3 separate regions of the Mus musculus genome follow, and regions 1 and 2 are each linked to region 3. A link is a contact called in public HiChIP or PLAC-seq and promoter capture Hi-C data. All regions are on one chromosome and are shown on one strand. Each heading gives the region's core, a stretch centred on a gene start, on an enhancer-like site or on the middle of the called end of the contact. The rest is flanking DNA. Distances are from core to core; before and after follow the strand shown.

Evidence for each region. Promoter capture Hi-C pulls out the DNA fragments that hold promoters and counts their contacts. HiChIP or PLAC-seq counts read pairs in DNA pulled down with a chosen protein or histone mark.
Region 1: a contact with region 3 is called in an H3K4me3 HiChIP or PLAC-seq map of bone marrow-derived macrophages, with 6 times the contacts expected there. The contact joins the enhancer-like site here to the promoter of Ndufc2 in region 3. A contact is called at or near these places in 4 of 39 promoter capture datasets (the C10 cell line, the HPC-7 cell line, cranial neural crest and 1 more), 1 of 115 datasets of contacts at active chromatin or transcription factors (bone marrow-derived macrophages) and 1 of 9 other capture datasets (adipose tissue).
Region 2: a contact with region 3 is called in a promoter capture Hi-C map of pre-B cells, with 5 times the contacts expected there. The contact joins the promoter of Clns1a here to the promoter of Ndufc2 in region 3. A contact is called at or near these places in 19 of 39 promoter capture datasets (the 3T3-L1 cell line, 3T3-L1-derived adipocytes, the C10 cell line and 14 more), 5 of 484 Hi-C or Micro-C datasets (CD4 T cells, bone marrow-derived macrophages, cerebellar granule neurons and 1 more), 10 of 115 datasets of contacts at active chromatin or transcription factors (the SCID.adh cell line, T-cell acute lymphoblastic leukemia, bone marrow-derived macrophages and 7 more) and 3 of 9 other capture datasets (adipose tissue, liver and pancreatic islet).

Annotation. Positions count from the first base shown.
Region 1 is chr7:97,017,246-97,019,945 of GRCm38.p6, reverse strand. All of the region lies in intron 6 of Nars2 (asparaginyl-tRNA synthetase 2 (mitochondrial)(putative)), which reads right to left. Among named protein-coding and RNA genes, the nearest start is that of Gab2, 63 kb to the left of the region's middle. Within about 2 kb of position 1,340, at least 22 of the 459 cell types and tissues checked have an H3K27ac peak or open chromatin away from gene starts, as enhancers often do. A contact at or near this core is called in adipose tissue and bone marrow-derived macrophages, where this site is marked.
Region 2 is chr7:97,695,375-97,698,074 of GRCm38.p6, reverse strand. It overlaps Clns1a (chloride channel, nucleotide-sensitive, 1A), which reads right to left and starts at 1,418. Exons shown (of 7, transcript NM_023671.2): 1 at 1,206-1,418. The coding sequence starts at 1,345. Rsf1os2 (remodeling and spacing factor 1, opposite strand 2) reads left to right here and starts at 1,608. Exons shown (of 3, transcript NR_154552.1): 1 at 1,608-1,963.
Region 3 is chr7:97,398,628-97,401,327 of GRCm38.p6, reverse strand. It overlaps Ndufc2 (NADH:ubiquinone oxidoreductase subunit C2), which reads right to left and starts at 1,325. Exons shown (of 3, transcript NM_024220.2): 1 at 971-1,325. The coding sequence starts at 1,139.

The sequences.
Region 1 (2,700 bases), core at 91-2,590, 380 kb after region 3:
ATTTTAAATGACCATCTCTCCAAAAGGAGAGACACTCCTATTCTTTCCCCATGTAGCCTTTCTCTACAGCTCTCTGAAGACTTTCTTCTTACCTACATGTCCCTGAGCTGTTTGTCTCTGCACAGAATATTCTCTATGCCATCCTTGCTCTTCTCTAAATGCAAATGCCCATCCAACCTTCAAAATTTGCCCTAAAAATCTTTCATTTTTGAAATGTTATCACCCCCAACTTATTTCCCTCCTACACAGTATGACAACACTTAATCTATATATTATTATATAAAATGTCTCACTTTGATATATAATTATGTTTTTAAATACCCCCCTCTCCCACAGTGAACTATAAATTTTTCCAGAACAGGAATCATGTTTTATTCATGTCTGCATCTCCAGTGCCTAGTTAAACCAGGTGCTCATGTTGATGAATGAGCACTAATGACACCAGGCTTCCTCAACATCAGCTGGGAAGGCGCACATCCTTATCAGCAACATGACAAAGAGCAAAACACTCCAGAGACCTTTTCAGGCTGCTATTTAGTACCTAAAATGGATACAGAAATAGGCATCTAAAATGGATCAAATAATTCTGGTCTGCTCCAAGCACCAATGTAAATGGTAAAAACTGAGTTTCCAGTTTAGGGCTATGCTCTCTGAGATTGGCTGCCAATAGTATCCACTTTAAAAAAAAAAAAAAAGGTGATTCTGGTATTGTCTCACAAGGATACACTACATAAACAAAAATGTTAACGGTCAAGTGTATTTTCCATAAATACACAGGCAGAGAGGCTGAAATTTACTTTGGAAGCTCTGAAATATAAGGAAAAGCTTGCTACTCAAAAAGATATTTGCTACTCATGTTAAAAAAATTCTGGTTAAAAAAAGATCAAATCACAATGGTAACTGCCTCTTACTGGCAATTCTATGTAGAACACTATGGACCGGGTAGCAATTGTTGCTTATTTATTTATTTGAGGCAAAGGCTTACATATCCGAGGCTGGCCTCAAATTTCTTATGTAGTTGAGGCTTGGTGTAGATAAGGTATTTTGCAATAATTTTGTTTCTGGATCTAAAGAATTCATTTTAAAATAATCCATTTTTCCTCCTTTTTTCTGCCTTCCACAGCCATGAAGCCATTTGCAGCAAGGCTCAAAATTTGCTTCTTAGCCTTTTGGTTATATCAAGTGTAGCAAAGTGTATACCAACCAACATTTAAAATAAAACCGAAGAGCAAGGACAATTTCTAAAATAAGACACAAAACCAGGTGAAAGGCCAGCACTGCTGTGAGAGGAGAGCAGCAGAGAACACTCAGCACTAAAAACCATTTTCGTGCCAAATTCTGGGAAGATGAGAGCTATATAAGGAAAGTCCTGGGCTTAGAGTAGATGTTTAAGCTAACAAAAGAACATCCAATACCCATCAATCAAGATCGCTACAAAAATATCTTTTTTTTTTTTTTTTGGTGGGGGGGGGGGTGAAATTACAGAGGTTGCTTTTGCTCTCATGTAGAGTTTTCTGAAACCCTCAAGTTGCTAAATAGATTAATAGATAAAATGGTCACTGAATGTATGACCATTTATTCTTTCTGAAGAACTAGGCTCCGTAGTTATAAATACAGGACTTTTTTGTTCTTAGCTGGAGAACTGAATCTGCATGAGACCAATCAGCATCCTTTCTAATCTCCCGACTTCCATGTCACCCTCTATTGTCAGCTGAGTACAAGCACACTGACAGGAAGTGAAACACAGGCAGCTTTACCCTGGCGCCTAAAACAGGCACTGCTGACTGTTTTCTCCACCATTCAGAAAGCCGCTGTTATCTGTCAACCAAAAGTTATCAAAAGAGATGGGGAAGGACATTTCATGCTCAAAGGACAAGTCCACCAAGAGGAAGTCTCAATTCTGAACATCTATGCTCCAAGTGCAAGGGCAACCACATTCATAAAAGAAACTTTAACTAAAGCTCAAAATACACATTGGACCTTACACATTAATATTGAGAAACTTCAACATCCCACTCTCACCAATAGACAGGTCATTGAAACAGAAATTAAACAGAGACACAGTGAAACTAACATAAGTTATGAACCAAATGGATTTACCAGATATCTATAGGCATATATTTCACCCTAAAAGAAGAGACTATACCTTCTTCTCAGCACGTCAATAACAACAAAAACAACAGAAAGCCTACATAGTCATGGAAACTGAACAACTCTCTGCTCAATAACTTGGTCAGGGAAGACATAAAGAAAGAAATTAAAGACTTTCTAAAATTCAATGGAAATGAAGACTCAGCATACCCAAATTTATGGGACACGATGAAAGCAGTGTTAAGAGGAAAATTCATAGCACAGAGTGCCTTCATAAAGAAATTGGAGAGATCCCATACTCTTAACAGCATACCTGAAAGTTCTAGAACAGAAAGATAAACTCACGCAAGAGGAGTAGATGGCAGAAATAATAAAACTCAGGGCAGAAATCAACCAATTAGAAACAAAGAAAATGCAAAAAAAAAAAAAAAATTAACAAAACCACAGCTGGTTCTTTGGAGAAAATCAACAAGATAGAAAACCCTTAGCCAAACTAACTAAAGGGCACAAGAGACAGTTTCCAAATTAACAAAATCAGAAATGAAAAGGGAGACATAACAACAGAAACTGAGGAAATTAAAAAAAAATTTTCATTGGATCTTACTACAA
Region 2 (2,700 bases), core at 169-2,668, 300 kb before region 3:
ATAAGCAGTAAGATCTTTGGTGATCTCCACAATTTCTTCTGCATGTGGAGTGGTGGAACACAGATATATTCCTAACTTTGACAAGATCCATTTTATTTGCCCATGTGTATTAGTCAGGGTTCTCTAGAGTAACAGAACTTACAGAATGAATGAATGAATGAATGAATCTCACAACTTCTTCCCTCCCATCCCTTTTCTTTCTCCCTCATGGCTACTCCAAACACATATACCAACCAAACTGCGCACCCACCCACATTTGTATTTCTAGTCGGTGTCTAAACACCCAGTCCCACTATCCACACTGTTCTCTGAACAAATAGCTCTTTACACGTTTATACCCTGGGCTCTGTAGTAGGCATAATCTTGGTCCCCAAGAGATTTGTTTTCCAGTGCCATGAAAGAAGGGACTTTGAATGTAATTAAGATTACTAATCTACTGATGGTGAAATAAACGAGATAGCCTGGATTTTCTAGGCAGGAGCAATGTTATAACTCGAGCTCTTAAAAGCAGAGGATTTCCTTTGTGGCCAACAAATAGAATATAGCAAAAGGTAAACCAGAGACTCTGAAAGACAGGAAAGAATGAGAAGAGAAAGAAAGAATGAAAGAAAGAGGGGGGAAAGGAGGGAGGAAGGGAAAGGAAAGAAATGGGGAGGGAGGGCGGGTGAACAGGAAGGTATGGGGTGGGGGTAGGAGGGTATGAGCGTGTATGTAGTGTGTATTTTAGTGGCATGTCTATGTTATTGTGAAAGTACTGAATCCTGCAGGTAGTGAAATAGAAGAATTCCTTCCAGGACCTGCACATCCAGGAGTCGGGTTCGGCTGGTTGTGACTCCGCCCTGCGTGGGCCTGAAGATGGTCCTTCCCCCCAGCCCCCACAAACACACACACTTGAAGCAGAACATCCCAGCTCATTAACCAAACGTCGTAACCCGTCACAATCTGAGCTACATATTCCACGCAGGGAAATCGTCTAGTTGACACGACCATTCCGAAAGCTAGGCCCACGGAAAAACTAACCGAGGCTCTGCAGACTCAAAACTCAACGTGACCACGCGCCAGGCTTGCAGGAGACAGGCCGGTTCGCACAGGTCGTTAGGGAGAAACGCGGGCTAGGGGACAGAACCAGCCGAGCTCGGGAGGGGACAATCCCACCCTGCCCGCACAATAGCGCCGGCCGGCTGGTCGGCGCCCCCCAACCTTACCTCTCCGCGATGTAAAGCGTGCCGGTGCCGAGCCCCTTCCCGTTCAGCACAGCCTCGGTGTCTGGCTGCTGCAGCCGGAGCCCGTCGGCCGACCCAGGCGGCGGGAAGCTTTTGAGGAAGCTCATTGCCGGGGAAAGCATCGCTCCACGCGAACCGAGAGAGGCGAGTACCGCAATCGCGGCTCGCACGGAGCTGCCCCGGAAGCAGTAGTCGTAGCCCGGAAGAACAACTTTCTCAGCGAGGGCCTTAGCATGCGGTTGACCATAGAGACGGGATGTTCTAGGCAACTCAGAGGTCCGCAGCGAGCCGGCTGGCTTTTGTCACGTGGCATCGGTTCCCCTTTCCCGCTCCTCTAAGGATGCTTAGAATAATCGAGTGTTTTCTATGTGGTTCTCTTTGAAGGTCATAGGAGCAAACCCCGAGAGAGGATGTATAAGGAATACCAAGCCTTTCCCAACAAAAAGCGGGAAGGGACCCAGGCCCCAGGAGTCCCTCGCCGAAGGAGGACTCACAGAAATAAAATCCACACGCATCTGGAGATCCCAAGTCTCCCGGCTGGGTGCACGAGTCTACCCTGCTTCCGCCTCGTCAGGCCTGTTCTCCTTGGGTTCACACAGCCATTTACCAGACCTCTTAGTCCCCACGTCGCCGGAGAGATCGAGCGCCCCATCCCCACGAGTCATGCCACGAGCACGAAAAGGTTACATTAATGATGGACAGTGCGCAGCAAGACAGTCAAAAGACTGCCCGAGGGAAAGGTAGGCCACTGGTTAGGAACCCTTGCCTTCCCTGTTCGCTAGGTCCCAGTGAATAAGAGCAGTGAAAACCTACAGGTTTGGTGAATAGAAACCCATAACAGAGACCTATAGACCACACAGCATACGGACTTTACCTCTTATATTTCTTCATGGATTCCTTCGTGGTTTTTGAGACAGGGCTTCTTTAAGTATCCCAGGCTGGCTTCCAATACATAATCGATTTGCACCGAACTCCAGTTTACTGGTACTACTATGAGCACCCATCACCACACTTGCTCAATTAATTTTTTTCTTTATGATACACAATATGAACACATTTTCTATTACCCACTTTAACAGATGGGACCTGAGGCATTAAACTCACAAGCTAGAGTTGGTGGATGGAATTCAGTCAGTTGACCTCTAGACTCCACTTTTTTTGGCTGTAGAATTGTAATATCTATGGGGCTAAGGCTGTTTAGGTTGGATAACATACATGGAGGATGTGATAGCAGTTTTATCTTTCTTTCTCTTCTTCCTCCTTTTTTCCCTTTGGATTCTTTTCAACAGAGGAATCTAAAGATTTTTTTCCTCACATATATGTATATACCTACCTACATACAGTCAGGTGTGAGCCACCCTGCCTGGGCGCAGTGACCCTATCTGCAAAGGCATTAGGCAGTCTCACAAGCTGACCCATGTCTCCAGTCAGTTCCAAGTGTTACGTTTTAAAATTTAGTTTGTTGTTAGTGAGACTA
Region 3 (2,700 bases), core at 76-2,575:
CTCGTCTGATAGCCTCTGCAGCCTTATCACTGTAATCTTGCAGCTAAGTAATCAAATTCACCCACTTTCAGAACGCCTTGCACACCCCACCCCCACCCCCAGACATACGAAGTTCTTTTAACTCTTGCTTGATATTCAAAGTTAAGTTCACATCTAGTGACATGATAAAGACATTTGCCACCAAGTCTGACTTGGGGAGTTCAATCCCCAGGGCTGACACGGTATTGGAGAGAGAACTAATTCAGGTTGTTATCTCCCCTCTACCCCCCCCCCCATATAAAGAATAACTATAACAAAGACAGTTAGTTTGCTTCTACATGTATCTTTGGAATTCTACAGTTCTTAGCACAGCTACATTGTGTAAGCTAAGCTATTCTCAATCGTGACCAGAAGCCAGTGACAAACTAGAATATACAGCTTGCTAGTTTATTGACAGTCTCCTATTCCAGAATAAGGGCAGTAGTAGCGTCTGGAGTTTTGTCCACATTAGTCCTCTCCCCAGACCTTATGAATCAAACCAATATTTTAACTGTATATTATTTCTATGCACTCCAACTCTGAGAAGCTCTGGTTCTAAGCACACACCAACACAACACAAGCTCCTCTCTTTAACTAGACCGTGGGCAAGGTGCTTTAACTCTGCTTGGGTCTCGTGCTCTCGTCAGTACAATACTTTCTCACGTCTGAGAGAAATGGGCTGGGCAACCGTTTAGCACGAAGTACAACGCGAACTGTGAGGAGCCCTTCTTGAGTCCTTCGCAGACTTAACCGTGGGGTTTAGAAGTCCCCATTGCACTGCACTTGGTTTTCTTCAATGTGGCTACTCTTGGCGCTGAGAACCCGAGAGGGGATGCACGCCCTGGGAGAGCCAGGCGCCCCCAGCTAGGCAGGAAGGCCTCGTAGAGCACAGATGACCTCAGCGGGCAACCCTGCAGCTCCTCGTCCGAGCGGGATCGCCCGCAGCCCTCACCTGCTCTCATCACCGGTCGCATCCGCAGCATGTTGTCCATCAGGCCCGTGCAGTAGCCCAACAAGCCCATGTAGACAAGCCGCGGGTCGTTCAGCTTGGGCGGGGGCAGGCTCCGGGCCTCGTCCGGCAAGAATTTTAAGGGCTCATGGCCCGGCCGGCCGTTCATCATCTTGAGGCAGGTTCCACGAGAGGTTTGACCTCGACTCCAACTATAGGAAAAACAACGACTCCAAACGCCGTGACCGAGCTACCGTCCTCCTCCGCGCTCTAGGCTGAAGGGCATTGCGTACGGCGGTGCAGCACCCAAAAGCTTCCCTGTGCGCTCAGCCTTAGCAACCTCTGCACGCGAGGTTCCGGGCTTCTAAGTGGCCCACAACGCGTGAAGGCTTGCGCTGACATTGTAGTGTGTGTGTGTGTGTGTGTGTGTGTGTGGGGGGGGGTTATAATAAATAACCCACAGTGGGCAAAGGCTAGGAAACATTGGTATGTATGTATGTATGTATGTATGTATGTATGTATGTAGTCCAGTTACCACAATCGAAATTGTCTCTCACTTACTTGCCCCCAGGCCTATGGCTCTTCAGAAAACATTATCTTAGCATCCAAAAATCAACATCTACAAGTGGTCATAATGGCTAGTTCATTTATCTAAAGCCTATAAAAGCAAGCTTTCTGGGGTTCCAGCAGTTCGTTTGCAGTTACTTCCCCCACCCCCAAAGCCTAAAATGAAGGTAAGGTCAGCACCAGGGTATTCGGAGGTCAGGAGCGAATCATTTACCCTAACCTTGAGATTCAGTTCTGGCGATAGTCTGCTAAAATGGTTCCCCCTAGGCCTTCAGGTCTATGTACGTGGCTGAGAGAAGTGTTCCCCAACGGATTAAGGAGTGAAAGAAGGAATTCCTAAAGTTCTATCAAGCGATTGCCTAGTCTCTTTCCGCTCACCTAAAATAAAGGACTTTCCGTACTTGAACATCTCCCTTTGGAAAGCCCTTCCTGATACTGAAAATGTATATGCTTCTAAGACAGGAGTACTAAATACCAGCTAAGAGTCGAGTGCGGGGATATTCCTCAATACTTGTACTCTTTGAGGAAAATCCAGTGAGACACACAGATAAAAGCAATGGAGCATGTGAGCAAATCTCTCTTAAAATCGTAGTGGTGCCTGTAATCCTAGCAGTTGGCAAGCAGTATGTCATTCTTGGGTACACAAGTCCCTGCCTAAAATAGATGAAACAGACAGACAATACATAAAAGCAATACAGTTGCATCAGCTTGCGCAGACCGGGGTTGAGTAAGAGAAAGGGAGACTATTTATACGGTCTGGGAATCTACCTAACTTTACCATGTAATTAGCAAGTTGAAATGGTTTTCTTTTCCCTGTATCTTTGTCCAACACTGGTCTGAACTGGAAGTTATTTATTTCTTTTTGAGATTTGCTCAAGGTTTTTCATCAGGTAATTATCAGAGCCCACTAGCTAATTATCCTTTCTTGGAAGGAGGAAGGGAATTTATAAGAACCAGGGCCAGAGTCTCCTTTAGTGCCCCGCCGTGAGAGTGAGACTCCACACCTCCACTGCTCACCTCTACCTTCTGCCTAACAAAGGCTGGGGTGGGGTCTTTCCATATCTCTGTGTAGCACTAACTGACCTGAAATTTGCTACTTAGTCCAAGATAGCTTCAAACTAATGGTAAGTGTCCTGCACCCCACCCCACCCCCACTCCCAGTGCTG